Regions from separate parts of the Mus musculus genome. Here regions 1, 3, 4, 5 and 6 are each linked to region 2. Evidence: chromatin contacts called from public HiChIP or PLAC-seq and promoter capture Hi-C data. All regions are on one chromosome and are shown on one strand. The core of a region is the stretch at or near the end of the contact, and the rest is flanking DNA. Distances in the headings are between cores, read along the strand shown.

Region 1 (3,607 bases), core at 678-3,177, 970 kb before region 2:
TCAGAGACTGCTCTGCCATCTTGGGGAAAGATGGATGAGTTTGGGTGGCCCGGAGTACTACATCCTGTCAGTTTCTCATCAATTTCCTCTCCCTCCCTGGCTTCTCCATCAGCACAAAGAGAAGGAAGGCCATAGGATAAAGAAGAGGGCAACTTATATCATTTTTTAAAAACGTGGGCCCCACCTGAGCCTGATGGCTTGTCACCCATCACCGGGCCCCACCAAGCTCAGAATCACCCAGAAAGCTCTGGATACATAGGAAGCTGAGATGCCTACCTGCCTGTCCTCCACTCTCCACTCACACCAGTCAGTAAACCTTCTTCCTGAGAAGCCTGGGCTTCCAGGAAGACCCCGGGAACAAAGCTTACAGTTGATGAACTACGACTGCAGTCTCTTAACCCAAAATGCTAACTCGACCTGTTCCACGACTGCATGGAAATTTAGACAACCTTCGGAATGACAGCCAACCGTAGTGGCTGGTTCATACTGGAGGAAAGGGGTGGGAAACTCAACCTGACCCGTGTGACACTGGTTTCTTGCAGTATCTGCAGGCCTCCTGGGAGAAGGTGGCCAGGCCCTTTGGCTTCTTTATTCAGACCCTTTTCGTGAGAACAAACACCTCTTGAAGGGCATACTCCCCCTGGGATCAGTGGTGGCTTCTTATTTGTCCAGGAGTCCAAATCCCACTCAAGAACTGTTGTGGTCCCGAGGCCAGCTAAGCCCTCTCTCCCCAGGGACCGTGGGTATTTCTTGTCCAAAAGATGACAGATGGACGCCTTCTTTCAACATTTTGAACCGATTTCAAAATATCCAGTGCCCACTACTACCTGTGTGACCTTAGAGACAAGTATGACCCCCTTAGTGTGCCAGTGGAGTTCTGGGAACTGGATTCACACCCATGTCCTCTGACAAGTCTGACCACCCACATACAAGTTTCAGGCCAGCTTCCCTTCCACCTGGAGGGTCCCTCTGCAGCCCCTCTTTCACCCTAGGAAGCATGACACCAGCAGAGGCGACCAACCCCCAAGCCCTTGCCAGGAGAGCTTCAGAGTCCAGAGAAGGGGGACACTAGGCAGCAGGTGGGGGGAGGGGGCAGGCACTCAGTGGCCCCTGTGGAACTGCAAGAGTGGTGTCCCCAGGGCACCCCCTCCCCCGTGCCCCAACACTCTTGTCCTTTTCATTCCCCTTCCTAGGAACCTGGCTCCGCTTTGATCACCCACCCAACCCACACCCGCGCACCCCCGGGGGCTCAAGACCCCTAAATTGGGCCGTCCGCAGCGCGGGCCCCCCCGCATTCCCTCGCACGCCCGGCGACTTTTTTTTTCTTTTTCCTTAATTTTTTTTTTAACCTGTACTTTTTTTTTCCACACTCGGGGCGGCTCGTCGGGGCTGAGCAAGCACCTCCCCGGGACCGCTACCTTCCCTCCCTCCGCCCCGGCTCCGCCCGGCTTCCTCCTTCCCCTCTCCAAGGCCGCAAAGTAGATGGAGTAAGAGAGTGTGTGCGCGAGAGAAAGAGAAAGAGGGAGCGGGCGCCGCGGGAGGCGGCGGCGGGAGGCGCGCCCGGCCCCCGCCACCCTCCGGTCCCCGCCGCCACCCTCGGGTCCGCCGCCACCCTCGAGTCCCCCAGCCGCCCTCCAATCCCCGGCGCCACCACCCGCGGGCTCAGGACTACGCTCACACCAGCTCGGCCAGGCCCGGTTCCCCGGCGCCGCCCGCGCCCCGGCTTCTCCGTACCTCGTAAAGGTCCCCAGAAGCCATGCCAGGCTGCGGAACTTGGCTCGCCGGGTGTGCGCGTCTTGCTCGCTCGCGCGCTCCCGTGCGTGTGCGCGCGGGGGGCCCGGGTTGCGCGCGCGCGTGAGCGCGTGTGTGCGTGCGTGTGTATAAGTGTGTGGTGTATGTGTGTGTGTTTGCGTGCGCGCGCGCGCGCGTGTCTGTGTGTGAGTGTGTGTGAGAGTGTGTGCGCGCGAGTGTGTGCGGCGTGTTGAGTAAACTGTGTTTTTGCAGAATGACAGGCTTGGGGGCCGCCTGTGCGCAGAATCGGAGCGGGCGGCGGCGGGGCTGGCGTAACCGGCGGCGGCCGCGGCAATCGCGGCGACACGCGAGCGCGGGCAGGGGCGACCGACGGCTGCGCAGCGCGCCCTGAGCCTCGGACGCGGCCCCCTGAGCGCCCGGGCCCCCGTGTCCCGAGGCCGGTGACTGTAGCGCTCGGCTCGCCCCGGCGCCGCCTGCAGGAAGCCGCCCCGCGCCCGCCGCCCGCCCGGACGCTGCTGCCACTGGGCGAGTCCCCGCCTCCCGGGAGCCCGGCCCGGCCCCCGGGGCGGAGGGGGCGGCGGCCACCGAGGGCCGAGCCCGGGTACCGCTCCCGAGCCCGGCCGCGCGCGCAGCCGCGAGGCCCCCAGAGTACCCGGCCAGGTGCCCACCCGGAATGACCTGCCCGGGCTGCGAAGGGGCGGCCAAGAGGCAGGTATCAACCTGCAGGTCTCAGGCAAGGGAGCCCCTCTTCAGTCCTGCTTCTAGCTCCAGAGTACCCCACTCTTCTCCTTCCCGGGGAGGGGACTGGGCACGTTCTTAGGAAAACTGGCCCCTCGGAGCTGAGGGGCCCCCTTGCTTCCAGGATGAGTTTTCAAGGAGAGGAGAGAGGAAGTGGCTGGTCCACAGGCTCCAAGGAGAGCCAGGACAGTGGCAGTCACCACTAAACCCTGCGAAGTGTTTTAGAGCCAGACATGGCCTCCCCTGGAAGCTCTCTTGCCTCACTATCCAATCAGTTAATCAACAAACATTTCCCAAAGTCCACCCAACTACAAGTGTCTGCAGCCACCAGTGAGACCCTGCCCACACTGGACTTTGAATCCCAGAGGGAAGAGGAGATGCGCATTAGGGAAGAGAGGAAGGGTTCCTTCAATGTCTCAACAGGAGTTCCCTCTACTGCTGGGCTACAGAGGTAGAGTTACCTCTTTCTAAAAAGTTATCTCCTCCTAAAAGCATCCTGTATGTATGGTCACCTTTGTACCTAAAGGCTTCTCTTTTTAAAATAGTACAACTCTCTCAGAATCCCGGGGTGAGTGTTCTGACATTGGAGAAGGACACAAGGGACTCAGGCTCCAAATGTCTGTCCACCTCGTCATTTTTTTTTCAATTTTTTTACATTCAAATATGTAATGAATATGAACCATATCCTCCTTTGGTCGTTTGCTGTTTGCAGCACGGTGGGCAGATCACCTGCTCTCCTTTCCAAATGGGTGGCCATATACAAGCAGCACCGTGGAGGATCCAGGTACCCGTGGTGATGTGGCCTGTCCATCCCCCAGGGAACTCAGTAAAGCTAAGTTGTATCTTAATCTAACCCCTGGCCTCTCCTGCTGCAGAGGGGCACGACAAGGACTTATCTGACTGCCACAAACTTTTACCACAGTGGCTGGTGGAGACTGATCCAGAACCGAGTGAGTGATTCTTGTTGGACTATGTCAAAACGACAAATTGTGTCTCCAGCTTCAAGCGAGAATCCAGCATTAAGAGAGTGAGGAGAAAATGGTGGCGGCATGAAAAGAAACAGAAATGTCAGGTTTACAAACGGTAGGAATTGGCACAGCCCTAGGGCTCATTCTCT
Region 2 (3,816 bases), core at 342-2,841:
ACTGAACTGGGTTTAAAATGAGCCATCTGAACACAAAGTGAGAGCTCCTCTCTCTCCAGTTTTCTCAGTTTCTAGCCTTTATTAGAATCCTGCTTTGTCCTAGGCAGACACCAGTAAGCACCACACCCATCAAATCCCGTGGGAGCTCCCCTTGGGTGTCAGTATAGGAACTGGTGGTCCGAGTGTGTGTGTGTGTGTGTGTGTGTGTGTGTGTGTACGTGTGTGTGTGTGTGTGTGTGTGTTTGTGTGTACGTGTGCTCATGTGTAAGTGTGTGTTCGCGCTCATGGTATATAATACCCAGATACCTATATATAGAGACTGAACTATCTCTCCAGTTTTTACAGAAGGGCTCTTGAGCTGGTGAGTCACAGGTGTGTGGATTCAGATTCCTTGCTCTTGGATAAAGTACAGCCTCTCCCAGCCTGAATTTTCTAGTTTACAAGCTGACTCTAACAAAGGATTGTGTAAGATGCAAGCTGGGCAAAAGGAGGAACTAGCACAGGAGGGGTTGCTTTTCTGTGTTTGACCGAAAGCAGACAGTGGGTGGTTCAAAGGGCAATGCCGGGGATTGACACCCTGCTGCGTTCCGGCTCCTAATCTCTCTAGTCTCCTATTGATTGCCTCTCTCGTTATTGCCACACGAATAGAAATGTTGTAAGGACATCCTATTCGGAGACCGAGTCCTACTACCAAGAACAGAGCCTCCAACAGGGTAGACTGAGTCAGAATTGAGCAGAGCACTGGTTCTGACAGCTTCTCTCAGTCTGATTGTCATTGCTATGGTCTCTCTCTGGCACAACTGCCCTCTGGGAAGACACAGGCACCTTCCATCTGCCTCTAAGGTGAGCCTTTTTTTGGCTCATTGAGCCCTTAACCTGTCTCAGTTGGCAGTAGTCCTCCAGATACAGGCCAGATCGGGGATGCTCTCTTCTTAGAATCCACTTTCCAAGCTTCACTGATTACCTGGATAACACACACACACACACACACACACACACACACACACTCACAGCCACACATACAGATACACTCGGAGTTAGCAAAAGAACTCAACCAACACAGAGAGGGCACATCCAAAGGAGATTGTCTTCTTGTGATTCCAAGTCTGTCAATCATTATCTGAGTAAACATCTGTCAGGTGGGAGGGTGCGTGTGCGCGTGCGTGTATGTGTGTATGTGTAAGTGTGTGTATGTCTGTATGTGTGTGTATGTCCGTGTGTGTATTATGTCTGTGTGTTACGATGTGTGTGTGTCTATTTGTGTGTATGTGCCTATTTGTGTGTATGTGCATGTGTGTATGTCTATATGTCTGTGTAGGTGTGTGTATATTTGTGTGTGTGTGTATGTGTGTGTGTACGTGTGTGTGTGTGTGTGTGTGTTTGTGTGTGTACGTGTGCTCATGTGTAAGTGTTGAGTGCCTTAGGGGAATGAGCAGGTATTTATATCACAGTGCACAGTTTAAATTACATCCTGGGAGTAGTCTCCCCTATCACTACCTTTAACATGCTTGTTCAAAGGGTGCGGGGGCTGTCGTTCCCCCCTCCCGCTTGCCTCTCCCTTCATATAAGCCTGGGCTGCCTCCAGCCAGCTTCTGCACTCACAGTATTCACTGGCCCAGAGCAAGTGAAGGCCAGTGGAGAATGAGCCCGTTTGCCTCTGAGTCAGCATGGCTCTGCTTGGCTGCCGCTGCAGTGCTGGGGGGCACGCTTCTCTGCGGATGCCGGAGTGGCAGGCAGCTGCGGAGCCAGGCGGTGTGTCTCGCTGGCCTCTGGGGAGGTGCCTGCCTGCTCAGTCTGTCCCTCCTCTGCACCTTGTTCCTCTTATCCGTGGCCTGCTTCCTTCTTCTGTATATGAGTTCATCTGACCAAGACTTGTTACCTGTGGATCAAAAGGCCGTGCTGGTGACAGGTAAGTGGCCAGCATTCCTGTGATTGTCCTGCGGAGAAGAGTCTGATACTCTCTGTCCTCAGTGGGGGGACACTGTCAGTTTTGGCTTGAGTGGGAAGTGCTTAGAGTGAATGACAGGCAGCACATACCCGAGTGGTTCTCACTGCCTTTTTGCGTGTCCTTTGGTTTGGATGGGCTTTGGAAGGAGCCAGTGGTAAGACAAAACGTGACAATTGCTCAGGGCCACAGATCTATACAATGAGTGTGTTAATTTCCTAGGAATAAATATAAATAAGTAAAACAGCATCATTTCACGTGTGTTCTTGTACCAGGAAATACCTGACAGACTTCTTCAGGCTTGGTTGCTATTCTGTTCTGAGGTGACTATTTATCTAGGTCCTAGGCCTGGTCACCCCTCTATGTATGGAAGGAAGGTGGCCAGTCAGCTTTGGCACAATACTGTGTGTCTAGGGACGCCACTGTACTTTGAGCCTTTGCAATTTGCCAGGCTGCTGTCCCGAACCACGAACCACCCTGTTGTCCTGTTTGAACCTTTTCTCTATATGTCATTAGTGTATTAGTGCTTCTTAATTAGATCAAACTGGCAGTGCGTGCACACGGAGCTAGCTGCTCATTAGCTGAGCTGCCAGCCTCTCACTTCTTCTGCAGGCTCTTCTGCAGTAAGCGCGAGGCGGCCAAATTAGATTCCTTGGAGTTGTAAAACGGGTTTGTTTGGTGAAAGCTGCAACTAGAATTCCCTCAAGTGATCCTAACCCAGAAAGGCCTGGAAAGAAGAGGAAAGGCCATCGGCAGAGTCACCTTGTGAGGAGGGTGTCACCCCTGCATAAGGAAGTCATCACCTGTGGCTGGGGCCCCTGGCTGTGGTCAGCAGGGGACTCGTGGACTGATGAATCAATTTTTTTTTTTTTTTTTTTACTTTAAATCCAGTAACAAAGATTCTTCTTGTGAGCACGGTTTGGTTCTGGCTGGGGTGTGGAAGGGCAGGACATCAGCTTCTCTGAGTTTAAGATACAACAGTGAAGTCGAGTAGTTATTGTATTTCCCAGTTGTACGAAAGAAGACAGAACCATTAAGTACACGTCTGTCTCTGTCTGTCTCTGTTTGTCTCTGTCTGTCTGTGTCTGTCTTTATCTTTCTCTCTCTGAGGATCAGAGGTCAATCCTGGGTGTGTGCCTCAGCCACTCCCCATTTTATCCTTTTGGTGGTATTTCTCCCCCACTCTGGAGCTCCTTGAGTGGCTAGCCTGGCTTACAAGCAAGCCCCAGCGATCCTCTTGGTTTTGGCTCTTCAGTGAGGAGCTGCCAGCATTTCCCACAGTGCCCAGCTTTTTCCGTGGGTGCCAGGGATCTGAACGTGGGCTCTCATGCTTACACAAGTCCCTCCCTCCCTGAAGCTATCCCCAGCCTCAGAAACTCTGGAAATAAATGAGGTATGGCATCCTGCCCATCACAGAATCGACAGGAAATGTAGACAATCCAGAGATCAATTCAAGGTTTAACACTTTTTCAGTTGACCTCTGAGAAGGAGCGATTCCAGCAGATCCCAAGATAGAGGAGAAAGCAGGACTCTGCTCCCCATTTATTTGGTGTCGTCACCACCTAAGTGAGGTGAGCAACACAAGCTCAGGGACTAAGCCCTAGGGGAAACTTCCAAATGTCAGAGCCGGGCTGGAGATATTTGAGAGACACTGAAATTGCCATTTCCCATCATTTGCACAATGAAAGCACAAGGTTGATATTATTCCTGGGAAGGCTTAAGATCTTTGCTAAAAGTTAGGGTGGAGCCCAGGGATAGAGGAACTTGTCTTGCTTGTGCTAAGGTCCAGAGTTCAGTCCCCAACACCACAAGAAAACAAACCAACCACCGCCAATACCAAAGAAAGAGAGAGAGAGAGAGAGAGAGAGAGA
Region 3 (3,748 bases), core at 107-2,606, 610 kb before region 2:
GTGTGTGTGTGTGTGTGTGTGTGTGTGTGTGTGTGTGTGTGTGTGAGCTTGTCTATAGGCCAGAGGACAACTTTGGCAGTTGCCTTTTCTGGTACCATCCATCTTATCTATTTATTTTTGAACTCACCAAGGGGCTAAGCTGGTTGGCCATCAGCTAAGGAGCTGCCTGCCTCAACCTCCTGAGTACTGGGATTGTATACATGCAGCAGGCAGCAGGCAGCAGGCAGCAGGCAGCAGGCAGCAGGCAGCAGGCAGCAGGCAGCAGACAGCAGACAGCAGACAGCAGACAGCAGGCAGTACCAGCACCAGGCTTGGCTTGGCTCCCCCACCCTTTTTTTTAACCCTGAGTCCTGAGAGTTGATCTCAGGGTCTTTCTTTGGCAAGTAGAATACTCTACTGACTGATCCCTGTCTCCAATCCCAAAGCATCTTTAGTTTTATAATTTCTTTAATTACATAAGACAGGGAGATCATACATATTCACGAGGTGTCCTGTGGTGTTTTGATTCCTGTATATGTGGTGGAGTGTGGAAGCCTTCTGCTGCTCTCCTGGCTGAGGGCGTCACTTCGAGCAGCAGGAACCGAGAATCCCCCAATTCCCACCCTATGCTCTCAAAAATGCAGTGTGGATTTTAGTCTTTGGGTCCTCCCTCTTATCAGTCTGAGTTGAACTGAAGGGTTCCCGATGGACTGGCTATGCAGAAGGCCTCAGGGATCCTCCTGTCTCTGCCTCCCAGCTCTGGAATTCATTCGGGTGCTCTGGGCAGAATTCAAAGCCTCGCTTGTGCACAGGCCCTGACGTTGTTTTGTGTTTTAATTGTTCTTTGGTTCCCGAAAAAGCCAAGTCTTTGTCTTCCCCATCTTTGCTTTTTAAATGGGCACATGACACATCTTTGAGCCCTCCTTCCAAAAAGAAAACCAATCAAGTGTCCGTTGATAGGATTTTTTTTAAGAGTGGGAACGAACCAAGCCCCAGGTTAAAATCAAAGCCTTCTCTCTCTGTTTGCAGAAGGCAAAGATGTCACCAGCCCACAACTTGCAATAGTGCGGTCAATGTCTTTGATGGTCCCCTCGCTTGAAGAGCCTTTGCTGATCCCAAATGCTGTTCTCTCTGCTCTAACCATAAATGCATCCAGTTCTCAGGATGGGCTAGCTCGGGCAAACTCAGCAGAACGCGCCAAATCATCTCTTCCGACTCAGAGCGGAGCCTTCCTTGGCTAAGCTAAAAGTGAAATCAGAGCGGAGGAGTTGGAAAAACACTAATGGGATTAAAGATTAGCAGTAACACATGGCTTGGGAACTGACCTTTGACCTAACACACACACACTGTATAAATTACCCAGCAGCTTCCGGCAGCAGGCAGAAGCACCGGTCAGCTTGGGGAAGGGACACAGAGGAAGAGACGGAGTGTACAGGGACCAAGGATGATGTCAAGGAGCAAAGAGCAGGAAGACAGGAGGCTTTGAGCACACACGGCTTTGTCTATTCCAGTAACAACCCCCTTGCTGCCGCTCACCGGTTCCATGGAGATAATATTTGGCCAGAATAAGAAAGAACAGCTGGAGCCAGTTCAGGCCAAAGTGACAGGTGAGACTTCTGTATTTAGATGGGCATTTTCCTCACCCCCTCCCCCTCCCTTTATCCCTCACCCCCACTCCCACCTCCACCTCCCCTGCCCCATGTTAGAAGTTGCTTTTGGAAGCCTGGAAACCCATATATGGCAACAGGATGAGCCAGTATCCAGAAACAGTCTCTGTAACCAATAGGGTATGTTTCTACACGGTAACTCGGTGTCCACGGGGAGAGCAATCCTTTCTCACTGTCTCCAGAGGAGTGTTGGGAATGCTCCGATAGCCACGGTGCAAGTGGGGGAGACCAGAGGACAACTTGTAGGAGCTGCTTCTCGCCATCATGTCGGTCCCAGGGATGGAACCCAGGTTGTCAGGCTTGGCTGCAAGCCTCTTTCAGGCACTTATGATTACAGTGGGTAGTGGGAACTGAACTCAGGCCCTCAGGAACTGGAAGCAGTGTGTGCTCTTAGGCACTGCACCATCTTTCCAAACCCTCTCTCTTTAAGTTTTCGTAAGACAAGATAGATGTCTCTCAGTCAGGGTTACCATCGCTGTGACAAAACACCCTGAACAAAGCAACTTGGGGGAGGAAAGGGCTTGGCTTCCACTCTCTGCATCCCTGTTCATCATCTAAGAAGTCAGGACAGGAACTCAGGGCAGGAACCTGGAAGCAGGGGCTGATGCAGAGGCCATGGGGGGTGCTTACCAGCTTGCTCCCCGTGGCTCTCTCTTCATAGATAGTTGATGGAGAGCGCTCCTGAAAGTGATCCTTCAAACTCAAACACGCTAAGGCTCAGGTGCCACCCTCAAGTCCACATTCACCTCATTACTTGAAGCAAGACCTCTCACCAACCTGGAACTTACCAGTTAGACTGACTAACAAGTCCCAGGAATCCTCCTGCCTCTGCCTCCCCAGCACTGGGATAACAAGCCCATGTTATCTCTCATGGCTGACCTTTTGTCACATGGGTTTGGAAGGCCAGCTCAGGACCTCCTGCTTGTGTGGTAAGCACTTTATCCACCGAACCATCTCCCCAGCCTCTAGAATATTCTCTCATGTGGTGAAGCAAACGTTCTCCCTCAAGACTCTGCCTGTCACCTCCAGAAAGCCACTGCTTCCCAGCTCTTAGCCAGGCAAGGCACTTCTGTTCTGCACAGCTCAGGGCTGCAGCGCTGCTTCTGGCAAAATGTATTTGGAGAGCCTATTTGTCCATCTCTTAATGGACAGCGGGCGACTTCAGAGTAGGGACAGCGTCTGTCCTCCTTGGTCCTCTTCAGTGCTAGCAAACTGCCTGCCCTATTATACCTTTTCTAGATAGGACCGTGGAATACACGGACAGATAATGAATAGTATATTCCGTGCACTTAGTTCCTTTTTTATGACCCTCCCACATTCCATCCCCCCACCCCCACCCCTTTCTTTCCGAGACTTTTCAGTCTGGCCATGGAATCTGGCAACTAAACAGTTTATCCTTCCACAGGCAGCATTCCAGCATGGCTGCAGGGGACCCTGCTCCGAAACGGGCCCGGGATGCACACAGTGGGAGAGAGCAAGTACAACCATTGGTTTGATGGCCTGGCCCTTCTCCACAGTTTCTCCATCAGAGATGGTAAGAGCCTGGCATGAGTTTGCTGTTGTCATGGTAACCGATACCAGGCTGACTGACTCCGTGGCCTGAAGCAATAGGAGTTTTTTTTCCTCTGTCCATTCTGGAGGGTCAGAAGTCTGAAACTGATCTCACTGGGGAGATGCCCAAAGTATTGGCAGGGTTGCTTTTCTTCTGGAAGCTCTGGGGAGAACACAGTGCCGTGCTTTCACACGATTTCAGAAGGTGGCTGTACCCTTGGCTCCTGGCCACCTCCCTGTCTCAAACCAGGATTTACAGTCTTACAAGGACTCTATAATGCCACTGTAACCAGTCACACAACCCCCCAAAGCTTTAGCTGAGTAAGGCTTACAAAGTCCCTCCCGTCACACGGGTGCTGCAGGGTTCAGATGCCGTTGGATTCCAGTGAAAGATTCATGCAGCCCCACTGCAAACGATTCTTTGGAAAGGGGCCAGGGTTTCTCATCATTTCATCTTATGATGAAATCTCCATGGGATGAGCAACACCCAGAAAGGGGGCAAACTGGGAACTCAGACATGCCTCTCTAATCAAAACCAGAAAAGGCTAGAC
Region 4 (3,861 bases), core at 460-2,959, 710 kb before region 2:
GGCAGGTAGACTTCTGTGAGTTCTAGGCCAGCCTGATCTACAGAGAGAGAGAGTTCTAGAATAGGGAAGATTACACAGAGAAACCCAGCCTTGAGAAAACAGAAACAAAACCCCACCATGGTTTGGGGCCTCAGAAAATCTGAGCTGAAACTGAAGATACTGCATTCTCAAACACAATAGCTTGCTTAATATGGGTCAGTGGTGCTATCTGGCACTACACACTAATAGTTAATAAAACTATTCACTGCTAATATGTCAAGCTGCAGGTGACAGGACGACTTCCCAGTAACTCTGAGGTAGCTATTGCCTCGCCTCCACTGTTCTAATGCAGGGCACTGGGGTTCTGAGAAGTTGAGAGACTGTGCCCGAGACCACACAGCTCTAAGAGGAAAAACCAGAATTGAATAATGTCTGTGTTTCAACAAGCACAAGGCTCTGCACCCTGCATAATAAGTGTGCACAATTCTGCCAGTTCAAAGAGGGTAAAAATGAAAAGAACCTGAGTAGTTAAGCAGACCGTGGGAATTGACACATTAGGCAATATTTAACCAAATACCTGGAACTCAGTATGTAGCTCCAGCTGCCCTCGGCCTCACAGCGATCCTCCACCTCAGCAGTGCTGACACGGTTACCGGTGGAAGCCACCCACCATGCCTGGTTTGAAACGGACTGCTTATTTGAGCATTTCTTTACCCTTGTACTCCAGTCAATAACGGTCTGGTGTGTGAAAAACTGGAGAAATTTTAGCAAGAAAGGAAGAAACGTGGCACTCCACACCGAGGAATAACGTGATCAACATTTTGAGTTCCACAGATTTCTGACCCACGGCACTCGCTGAGAGCAGCCGTTCCGATTTGTGCTGCCTGAGTAAGGTCTCCACTACTTGCACATAAAACTGTTTCCCAGCTAACTGTGCAAACGCGTACAATGGGCAGGTCTCCCAGCTATTTCCAGTCCGTCAAACCAGGCTCGTTTGAACCCCAGTACACATCAATGACTCAGACGTTAGAACTTTTCCTGCTGTCTGTAGTTCACAGCTAAAGCTTCCTCACTACGCTTGATTTTGCGGGGGGCGGGGGAGAGAGTAAAAAGCTTATTTCTGTTACTCTGACTTTTCATTCATCTGTATATGCATTCTGCTAAATTTTAGTATGTGTTTCTGCTTAACTTCACTTCGCAGTTCCTCGTAAACAAACTGCTGTTAGGTTCCACAGCAAACCTAAGTGCTCCCCACATTTAGGATCTCGGTGCACCTAAAAGCAAGCTCAGCCCGGCACGAGTGGCCGGTTTACCTGCGGGTCCAGCCGTCCTTCCCTCCCAGCTCCACCTTTCTACCCCGGGTTCAAAGTTTGCTCCTGTACTCTCCCGCCTACTTAGGGAGAAAGGCCGCAGAACCAGGATCCCAAGAGCGAGAAGCGTGGGTAGGGCTATAGGTCGGTCCGGCCAGGAGGCTTGGGAGTAGGGCGGGCAGGAGCGGTGACCACGTGCCCTGCACTTACCCGACAGCAAAGCAGATCCGGTGCGCAGTGAGCGGACGGCGGCGGCGCTCGGTACACAGGGCCGCGGCGAGCAGAAGGTCAGGGCGGTGCGCAGGCTGTAGGCCACAACCCGCAAGCTCCTCGACACTTGCAGCGACATGGTCAGAGGTCCGGAGGGTAACTGCGCTTCGCCTCCGCCACCGGGCCGGTGGGGACGGGGTGGGTCCAGAGTAAGCGGAGCACCCAGGCCCGGGGGCGGAGCCCGGGAGAGGCGCGCTCTGATTGGACATCTTGAAGGTTCCACTTCGGATAGGACAACCCGCGCGAGGGGCGTGTGCATGTGGAGGCGCTGAGGCCCGGATGGGGCTGTGTGAGAGGCGCAGATTGGCTGGGCAGGGAGGAGGCGGGGCCTCACTGGAGGGCGGAGAGTAGAATCTTGCGAATAGAAGCTCCAAGTCCGCAATCTAGGAGTTGCCCTGAACTGCATCGCTGCAGGGGCCAGAGAAAGATTCCAGCAAGGATGGTTTTGCTGGGCTAACGCAGTCTCATGCCACTAAGCCAAAAAGTCCTACGGAAGATGAGGTGCCGCCAGGCCCTTAAAGCACACAGTTACGCCTAACTGCACAAGGTCACCCCCATGGGATTCATTTAAGACCGTTCTAGGCATCAAACCCTGTTTCAAAGAAAGAAAGAGGGAGGGAGGGAGGAAAGAAAAAGGACAGAAAGAGAAAAGGGAGCCGGGCGTGGTGGCGCACGCCTTTAATCCCAGCACTCGGGAGGCAGAGGCAGGCGGATTTCCGAGTAAGGAGTTGTCCATCCTCGGAGTTATCAAGTCAGGGACCTCCATTCCTTATGTTCACTGTCAAGGGAAATGGGTTGGCACCACCAAGACAAAACAGGATTTACCCTGAGGTGGCTGCAGATGTCCTTGGAGAGGGAGAGAAGGCTCCCTGAAAAGGCTCAGTGTCCCTTAGCCAAGAGAAAAGCGTAGGATGTACTGGGGGCAGGGAACCCAGAGTCTGTACAGTGGATGAGGGGAAGGGCGGAACAATATATACTAGAAGCTGTACCAGACATTCAAGCCAAACTAGGGCTGCTGGTGGCAAGGAAGTAGCAGTTAGATAAAAACTCTGGTAGATGACAAAGGTGGTGAGCTTCCATGATGGCCAGCTTCATCTACACCCCCCTGAGCTGAGACAAAAGCCCGGTACCTTAAAAACGGGTGGTACCTTTTAAAATGGGCTGTTTCTTCTCCTGCCAGCCCAGCCAGCCTCCTGCTCAGGGACTGGCTCAAGTAGTTCAAGGCCACATCAGGACCGGCTTACACTTGTAGGCCAGCCAGTGATCCTGTCTTTTCTTTAAACTGACCAGCCCTATAGGGAAGACTCTACAGAGCCAGCAAACAAACAAAGCAACCCAACCCTCAAGAAGAGATTCCAGCCTGGTAGCTGCATGCAGCTTTAATCCTAGCACTCAGGGACAGATCTCTGAATTCAATGTCAGCCTGGTCTATAGTGAGTTCCAGAACAGCCAGGGCTATACCAGACAACCAGAGGAACTCTGTCTCCGAAAACCAAAGATAGATAGATAGATAGATAGATAGATAGATAGATAGATAGATGATGGATGGATGGATAGATAGATAGATTAAACATTTATATATATTAAAAAAAGAGAGACAGAGAGACAGCCGGGGCGTGGTGGCGCACACCTTTAATCCCAGCACTTGGGAGGCAGAGGCAGGTGAATTTCTGAGTTCAAGGCCAGCCTGGTCTACAAAGTGAGTTCCAGGACAGCCAGGACTATACAGAGAAACCCTGTCTCGAAAAACCAAAAACCAAAAACAAACAAACAAAAAAAAAACATAGAGGGTTGATATCTGCCCAGTTCTAGTGCTTTAAGGCTTATTATAAATATAAAGGTTTTATGTCTTTTATTTGGGAACTAGCGGATCTATGGTGGGGTAGAAACCCCCAATTAATATTTACCGAAACAATCCGATGCCTCTGCCTCCTGAGTGCTGGGATTAAAGGTGTGTGCCACCAACCACTAATGCTCTTCTGTTCTTTAAACCTATCAGTTTGTCATTCTTGGTCCCAGCAAGTTAGCAGGATACCTATTAGCATTTAGAAGTCTTGAGAACCACTCAAAGACAACCGCCAATAACCAAAGCAATGAATTAATTGTTCCGTAGAGAATGTTCTTTTCCATTTTATTTCAAGGAGAAAATACATCAGAACCAACAAGCTTGTACACTATTAGATATGTATCTATTGTGACTATTTTACCAGTTGGGTTGCAGAATTCCTCTATAGACAGCAAAGCCAGTACTCCAGTGGGACGCCAGAGTGACCAGCAAGTGCGGGGCCAGAAGCTCTGGCCT
Region 5 (3,582 bases), core at 348-2,847, 760 kb before region 2:
AGGGTATTTTCTTAATTAGTGATTGATGAGAGAGATGGTCCCATCCCTGGGCTGGTGATCCTGGGTTCTATAAGAAAGCAGGCTGAGCAAGCCAGTAAGCAGCGCCCCTCCATGGCCTCTGCATCAGTTCCTGTCTCCGGATCCCTACCCTGTTTGAGTTCCTGTCCTGACTTCCTCCAGTGATGGGCTACAATCTGGAAGTCTAAGCCAAATAAACCCTTTCCTCCCCCAACTTGCTTTTTGGTCACGGTGTTTTATCACAATAGAAACCCTAACTAAGGCTTAAAGACATTTCCTCCATACATACCTTTTTAAGGGGGAGGGGGGATGGTTTGATTTTATTTGTATGAGTGCTTTGTTTGCATCTGTGTATGTATACCACATTCGTGCCTGGGAACTGGAGTTATGGATGGTTGTAAACCACCATTTGGGTGCTTGGAATCAAACCTGTCTTGTGTAAGAACATTAAGTGCTCTTAACCACAGAGCCATCCCCCTAGCCCCACTAGCTCCCTTTGACCACTCTCCCGACCAGTCAGTCACATACAAAGAAGTCATTCTGCCCACAAGGTTCATGAGTGGCTGAATGGGAACTGCCGAAGCCCTTGCACTTGCTGGGGTATTTATTCTACTTCGTAACTCTCCCTGGTACAGTTGGCAGGAATCTGGACCTGGAATCTGAACAAGAAAGCCTAGCGTCATGCTGAACAATTCTCAAAAATGCCTGCTTCAGAATTCCTGGAGTCTGAGTATGTCCCCAAGGCAAAGGGACTCTGCAGTTGAGCCCATTGGCCCTGTGATACCCAGGTCCAATGTAGTAGGTGGCATGATGACGATAGATGTCGGTTATGAAATGTGACAGACTCAACTTCCCATTCCTGATTTTGGTGTAAAGGAAGGCCCATTGGCAAAGAAATGCAGGTGACCTCTAGACGCTGAAAAAGGCAAGATCCTTGGAAGAACAAGCCCAGCTGACACCTTGCTTTCAGCCGACTAGATCCACCTCAGACTCTTCCCTCTTCAGAGATAAGAGAGAATTAGTCTGTGGGGGCTGGGCTGTAGCTCAGCTGGCAGAGTACACGTCTAAGGCACTGGGTTCAATCTTTAACGCTACCACTAGGCTTAGTAAAACCCCAGGAGTATGGAGGTAGTGGTAAGAGAATAAGGAGTTCAAGGACTCCTTGATTATATGGGGATTCTGAGGCCAGGCGGGGCCTCAAAGAATAAGATAAGTTTGTTTTGTTTTGTTTTTAGTGTGCTACCGATCAAATCCAGGGCCTTAAGCATGCTAATCAAATAGTCTACAATATAAAATTTATTCCTAATAACAATAAATCAACGGTCAAAAAAAAAAGGTTAAACCTGAAAGCATCTCTTTCTCTTCTATCCAGCTGTTGCCTGAGCTCAGGTCCCTAGGAAGTAGAAAGTGTGGGTTCATGGAACCTATCCAATTCACCTGTTCTCCCAGCACATGGGACTTCAACCTCCAACACGCGCTCGCCGCGGCCGGCGGGCGGCGCTGCGGCCACCGACCGGCCGGATGCTAATGAGCCCGGAGGCCCCGCCCCCTGCCGGAAGTGGCTGCGGCGGGGGCGGGCACTGCGAGAGGGGCCTGGCGGCCGTGCGGGAGCCATGGCGGCCACGGAGGCGGCGGCGGCCGATTCTGCGGGTCCGGCCCCGGGTGTCCCGGCCACGCCGGCGAGCACGCGGGGAGCCGCCGCCGCCTCTAGCCCGTGGAGGCCGCCCGAGTCGCGACTGCAAGGCAGCCGGCCGAGACCGGCCAGGGCTCGGGCCGCGGCCCCGGTGCCACCGGCCCGGGAGCTGATCCAGCCGACTGTGAGCGAGCTGTCCCGGGCTGTGCGCACCAATATTCTGTGCACCGTGCGCGGCTGCGGCAAGATCCTGCCCAACAGCCCTGCGCTCAACATGCACCTCGTCAAGAGCCACCGACTGCAGGTGAGCGGGCCGCGGCGGGGACGCGGGCGCGGGGTGTGCGGGGTTTGCGCCGTGCCCTGCCACCTGCGCCCGACCGACCGAGCACGGCGAGAGCGCGGGGGAGCGCGCACAACGCACCGGGCAAGCAGCTTCTCGGTGGCGTGCCCACAACACCTCGGGGAGCCTGCCTGTTTACTCAGGTTCCAAGGATGAGCGACAGGTGATGTCGCCAAGGCACCCAGATGCAACCCCGCAGGCTTTCCGCCCCTCCCACGAAACTGCCGGTGGGTCCTACCTGGTCACTCAAAAGCGGCTGCGGGTTGGGTTGGACTCTGGGCACTTGAGCTGCAAGTTTCACGAGGCTGCTGAGATCAACTCTGCGCAGGAAGGAGAGGGGAGGGAGGTTTCTCCCGTGGATCTGTAAGGAGGAGGTTCACCGGTAGCTGGTATGACGGATGTCTGACCAAGACCTCTCCGTGTTACATAAATGGGGACGGTGGCTTTCAAACCCATGGTATACTCTGGAAGCTTGGGGGAGGAAATCAGATGTTAGGGCCCCCATGCCAGACCTGTTAAGTCACAGCTGCTCAGCTTTTACAGTAGAAAGCTTCCTTTCACCGTCAGATCTCAGTGCCCCCAGTGCTCCAACTGGAAAACGCAAGTCACTGAAAGCAGTTTTGTGCGCCTTTCCCCTGGTCAGATTTGAGTCATTACTTGGAGGGTTGCAGGATCTCTCTGACCTGCAGGTGAATTCACCGTGGGCATCCCCCACCCCCACCCCTGAGAACTCCCCAACTGTAACTTTTAGGTTTTACTCTGTAGTAAGGCCAATAAGTGTAGTAAGGCCAACAAAAGGCAACAGTGATGTCAGGGAAAGGTCAGTCAGGAAATGTCAGCAGGGGCAAGCTGAGGAAGTTCTGTGTAAAGGTTTGAGCCTCGTTCCAGAACACAACTCACTACAGGCTCCAACCTGAAGCTTCCTCTTTCATCCTAAATGTTAAATTCTCTCTTTCTCTCACCATGATTTAGGGGGGTGGAGAGTGAGTGTGCCTGTAATAATTCCATGGCCTAATCCCTCAGCTCCTTACAACTTGCATTCAACAACGGTCACCAGCCTTCAGTGTTGTCCCCCTTGCTGATAGGATAGTTCATGTCCTTGTATAGCCCAAACTATCCTCAAACTCACCATGTAGCTGAGGATAACCTTGAACTCTTGATCCTCCTGCCCTAAATGCTCCTGAAGTCTCCTAAATGCTGAGGCTGCCGGCATGCATCATCATGCCCATTTTTATTCAGTGCTTGGGACCAAACCCAGGTTTTCTAGGCAAGCACTCTTCTGGGCTCCAGCTTCAGCTCCAGCCCCGGGTGATTTCTGATCACAAAACAAAGCTGCTGCTCTGACCAAGGGCATCCTTGGTGTTGGCCACAGTGATTCTAGCCAGCATTTCTTAGCGAAGTGTTTGTTCTTTAATCTGGACCTGCTATTGGGGGAGCACTGTACCCCTACAACTTGGTTCTGCCTTGGAAGCACAGAGATGCCACTGGCTGTGGTGAAGTGGTGTGATAATGTACATTAGATTGGTGCTCACAGCTCAGAAATACACAGGAGGGCAGGTATGACACGTGACAGGAAGAACATGTCTGAGCC
Region 6 (3,739 bases), core at 1,077-3,576, 540 kb before region 2:
GCTTCTGTGGAGACAGAGAACCTTCCCATCCTCAGACAACTGGCCAGCACTCTGTTATCAGAGCTGTTTATTTCGGAACCTCTGGCATTTGAAGAATAGACCATCATTACAATCAACGAATACGTTTGTATCAAATACCTGCATCGTGTAAAGCTCTCCTAGTCGTATACATCGTGGGGGTCGAGGGAAGTTAGGGAAGAGGGGTAAGTGTGCAAGCATCTGAAGACACCAGAGGCTGACATCAGGGGTCTTTCCTCAACCACCTTTCTACATTGCTTTTGAAACAGGGTCCTTAGGATTCTGATTCTCGATAAACTGGCTGGCCACCAAGTCCCAGGGATGTTCTTGCCCATCTCCCAGCACCTTCTCCGACCCCTGGCAGGATCACAAGTGCATACTGCAGAGCCTGGCTTTCCATGGGTGCCGGATGTAGAGCTCTGGTCCTCATGGTTGCACAGCAAGCACTCTAGAGACCAACCCCACCCCCACCCCCACACACTCACATCATCCACTTTCAACAACAGCACAACAGAGAGAAAATGCACAAGAACAAAAAAATACAACCCAGGAAACATTTATTTAATATTCACACTTAAAATAAAACACCACCCACCAGCCATCCAACCCTAAGTGAGGAGCACTTTGTACCAGGTACTCTGATACCAAGAAGGGCTTGGCACCTGGAAATCGTGCCAGGCCACAATAAACACGGAAGCGAGCTAGTCATATGGATAAAAAAAGCGTCTTACAGAGCAATGTTCAAAACACATCAACTACTTAAACAAAAGAGTGTTGACTGAGCCCAGAAGCACTATGTGAAAACAGGCCTGCATTATTTTATTATTATATTTTCTCAATAGGCACAAATACAGAGGCTGTATACAACACAGCCCACTACAGGCCTTACTAATTAGTAACTCACAGTTCCTTGTTAGCTCTACTCAGCTCTGCTTTCCCAGACCTTAGTTTTGACACAGCTTACTTTTTTTTTTTTTTTGGATGCGGGGGTTGTCTCTTTGGTTTTTCAAGACAGGGTTTCTCTATGTAGCCCCTGGCTGTTCTGGAACTCTCTCGGTGGGCCAGGAACTCACAGAGACCTGCCTGCCTCTGCCTCCCCGGTGCTGGGATTAAAGGCTTGCGTCACCACCTCCTGGTTTAGAGTCTAGATACTTTTATCACTGCAGGTATAGATACTGTGTTTGAAATGGAAACTGGAAATGTATCGATCTTCTACTAGTAACTTCCTTGACTTTACTCCCCTAGTCTCCTATCTTGAGTATAGTTTATACTCTGATTCCTATCAGTGACGCCAAAGCCTTGCTGCTTCCAGGGTGAAAACCAAGACTTTCCTTGGGGCCTTTGGACTACGGGAGGCTGTGCTGACGCACTGAAAACCACATCCTGCCTTACTTTGAATGCTGCCCCAATGTTCTGATCCTTGGTCCTCATAAGACTTAATTCTCTGTAGCCTCGAGCACCTAATGTTTGCACAAAATGGTAGCTACTTCCTCCACTCCCAAGCACCTTCAGCAACTTCCAGGGACACAGACGAGGCTCGCCCTGCAGAGTGAGCACACCCAGGGGTGCTTAGTACCACAGCCTTGATCTGTCTCTGTGGGAAGTCTAGCCCCCACCATCCGAACATCTGGCCTTCATACCCCCTAGTCTTTCAGACTTTATCTTTCCTAAAAGGTAGGGATGGCAATCATGCAATTAACTGGACCCCCTCTCCTTCCCAATTGTACTCTTGTGCGGGGGCGGAAGGGAGGGCATATACCACAGAGTCCTTTTATCCAGCCCACTATCTAATCTTGGCATCGATCTGCTTTAAAGACCCCGATCTTAGAAACCTTCGGAACACCTTACCCCTACCGCGGTATTTAAAACCCTTCCATTGCTCCCGGTCCCCAATTGCAAGAGGAAAACACCTTCCTTGCCACAGCCTTGCAAAACTGCTTGTTTCTCTCGCTTCACTCGCGACGTCTTCAGCGAAGGCTTCTGGCGGACTCCGCGTTCTGCCCGGAACTAATGGACGTGAACGTAGCGAGGCGTAACTCCCGCGAAAGGAATAATAAGTCCTCGGCTTCACTCTGCGTCTCACTCCCTTCCACACTGAGAGCACTCGGTTCGCCGAGACTGGGAATTGGATACCGCGGAACCGCTAAACCCTTCCGCCCGCACCAAGCACAGCCCGTGGGCGCGCCCGGCGCTCGCAGCCCAGCCCTTCTGATTGGCTGCTGCGAGGTAGGGCGGGGCGCGGGGGCGTCGCGGAAAGATGACGCAACGGCACAGCTCCTTAAAGGCGCCGTCCGCACGCGCTGCCGATGGCGCAGGCGCGTTGTTGAACTTCCAGCTCTGACTCCAGAGCTTCACTCAGTCCGGGCGGGCGGGCGAGCGGACGCGAGGAGTGGCCGGCGGGGACGTGCGCGGGACTCGGGCGGGCGGGTCGGGCAGGTGGCGGCGGAGGAGCGGGAGGCGCGATGGCCGAGGGCAGCGCTGTGTCCGACCCTCAGCACGCCGCGCGCCTGCTGCGGGCGCTCAGCTCGTTCCGGGAGGAGGCGCGTTTCTGCGACGCGCATCTGGTCCTCGACGGCGAGGAGATCCCGGTGCAGAAGAACATCCTGGCGGCGGCCAGCCCGTACATCAGGTGAGCGGGCGCCGCCGCCCATCGCCTCCGCATCCCTCCCTCTCTCTCTGGCCTGGCCGCCTGCGGCTCCAGTGGCTCTGCCGCCGCGCCCCTCGGGCGCCCATGGGCCTCTCCACCGAGATCGCCCCGATCCCGGAGTCCCTGGAGGTCCGCAAAAGCCCCAAACACGGTGTACAGGCCGTCCTGGACCCGCACCCGCGAGCAGGGCGGGGCTGCTCCGGGAAGAGCCGCCCCTTCGCCCCGACAGGCCCCGCCCGGCCCGCGGAGCCCCGCAGAAGTTTTACCTCCGAGTCACCGCACAGTGGGCCGGCCAGGTTTTGCGCGGGGAAGCCAAAACAAACACCCGCGGCTTAGGCAGAAGGAGAACCCTGTAAGAGGTCGGTGGGAAGCCCCCACCCCCAAAGCCCAACTGTCACTTTGCCACTCCCTTGTTACAAACAGGCAAAACTGTTGCGAATTTGAGAAGACCCGGGGTCGTTCTTTGGCTACAGTTACCACCGAGGACCCAGCGATTGTAACCACCAAGAGGGCACTGTAAAACTTAAGCGACGCAAACCTTAGCCCAGTTTACTAGGTTAATGAAAAGGTTGAGACCAAGCTTATAGCATCGGATCAGAATTTGTGAGATGGGCTCCTGTCTTTTCTTTAGCAACTTTCCTTCAGGCAAACTGGTTTGCTCTTTTAATATGGGGGGTGGGGGGGGGCACTAAAAGGTAGAGAAAGTGCCCAGTAAGCTGGTTAAATATAGACGAATGATAGCAATGTCACTAGAATTGACAGATCAGAAAATGGAAAATTATGTGTATGCCGTTTCTTAGGGCTCTGTCCCAGCAGAACTCGGACACATATGCTGTTCTTGAATCTTTGCTTTTGGAGACCTTCGAACTCCAGAAGCAATCCAAGTGCCCTTGAAACTTCTGGCTTTTAGCCTAGCCTGGCCTTACAACATTGGGCTCTTTGTGGACTTAGGGGTCAGGTGTCTGTGAACAAGAAATTTAGATCACCAATATGACAGCTCAGGGCTGGCAGTTCAGAGGTTAAGGCAGTCAATCAAACTGAATTTCCAGGCCAGACCTTTCCCGTAACAGAGTA

The links. Promoter capture Hi-C pulls out the DNA fragments that hold promoters and counts their contacts. HiChIP or PLAC-seq counts read pairs in DNA pulled down with a chosen protein or histone mark.
Region 1: a promoter capture Hi-C map of stem cell-derived epiblast-like cells shows a contact between it and region 2, with 3 times the contacts expected there. The contact joins the promoter of Cdyl2 here to the promoter of Hsd17b2 in region 2. A contact is called at or near these places in 4 of 39 promoter capture datasets (the 3T3-L1 cell line, embryonic stem cells, neutrophils and 1 more).
Region 3: a contact with region 2 is called in a promoter capture Hi-C map of stem cell-derived epiblast-like cells, with 4 times the contacts expected there. The contact joins the promoter of Bco1 here to the promoter of Hsd17b2 in region 2. A contact is called at or near these places in 6 of 39 promoter capture datasets (cranial neural crest, embryonic stem cells, liver and 3 more).
Region 4: a promoter capture Hi-C map of stem cell-derived epiblast-like cells shows a contact between it and region 2, with 2.9 times the contacts expected there. The contact joins the promoter of Gcsh here to the promoter of Hsd17b2 in region 2. A contact is called at or near these places in 8 of 39 promoter capture datasets (the 3T3-L1 cell line, cranial neural crest, embryonic stem cells and 4 more).
Region 5: a contact with region 2 is called in an H3K4me3 HiChIP or PLAC-seq map of bone marrow-derived macrophages, with 5 times the contacts expected there. The contact joins the promoter of Atmin here to the promoter of Hsd17b2 in region 2. A contact is called at or near these places in 1 of 39 promoter capture datasets (neutrophils) and 2 of 115 datasets of contacts at active chromatin or transcription factors (bone marrow-derived macrophages and hepatocytes).
Region 6: a contact with region 2 is called in a promoter capture Hi-C map of neutrophils, with 4 times the contacts expected there. The contact joins the promoter of Gan here to the promoter of Hsd17b2 in region 2. A contact is called at or near these places in 6 of 39 promoter capture datasets (embryonic stem cells, hippocampal neurons, liver and 2 more).

Annotation. Positions count from the first base shown.
Region 1 is chr8:116,731,064-116,734,670 of GRCm38.p6, forward strand. It overlaps Cdyl2 (chromodomain protein, Y chromosome-like 2), which reads right to left and starts at 1,928. Exons shown (of 7, transcript NM_029441.3): 1 at 1,735-1,928. The coding sequence starts at 1,758.
Region 2 is chr8:117,700,355-117,704,170 of GRCm38.p6, forward strand. It overlaps Hsd17b2 (hydroxysteroid (17-beta) dehydrogenase 2), which reads left to right and starts at 1,592. Exons shown (of 5, transcript NM_008290.2): 1 at 1,592-1,909. The coding sequence starts at 1,642.
Region 3 is chr8:117,094,509-117,098,256 of GRCm38.p6, forward strand. Bco1 (beta-carotene oxygenase 1) reads left to right here and starts at 1,357. Exons shown (of 11, transcript NM_021486.3): 1 at 1,357-1,586; 2 at 3,052-3,180. The coding sequence starts at 1,523.
Region 4 is chr8:116,991,789-116,995,649 of GRCm38.p6, forward strand. It overlaps Gcsh (glycine cleavage system protein H (aminomethyl carrier)), which reads right to left and starts at 1,710. Exons shown (of 5, transcript NM_026572.4): 1 at 1,500-1,710. The coding sequence starts at 1,638.
Region 5 is chr8:116,941,796-116,945,377 of GRCm38.p6, forward strand. Atmin (ATM interactor) reads left to right here and starts at 1,598. Exons shown (of 4, transcript NM_177700.4): 1 at 1,598-1,955. The coding sequence starts at 1,632. It also overlaps a transcript of Cmc2 not described here.
Region 6 is chr8:117,155,655-117,159,393 of GRCm38.p6, forward strand. Gan (giant axonal neuropathy) reads left to right here and starts at 2,327. Exons shown (of 11, transcript NM_001081151.2): 1 at 2,327-2,647. The coding sequence starts at 2,481.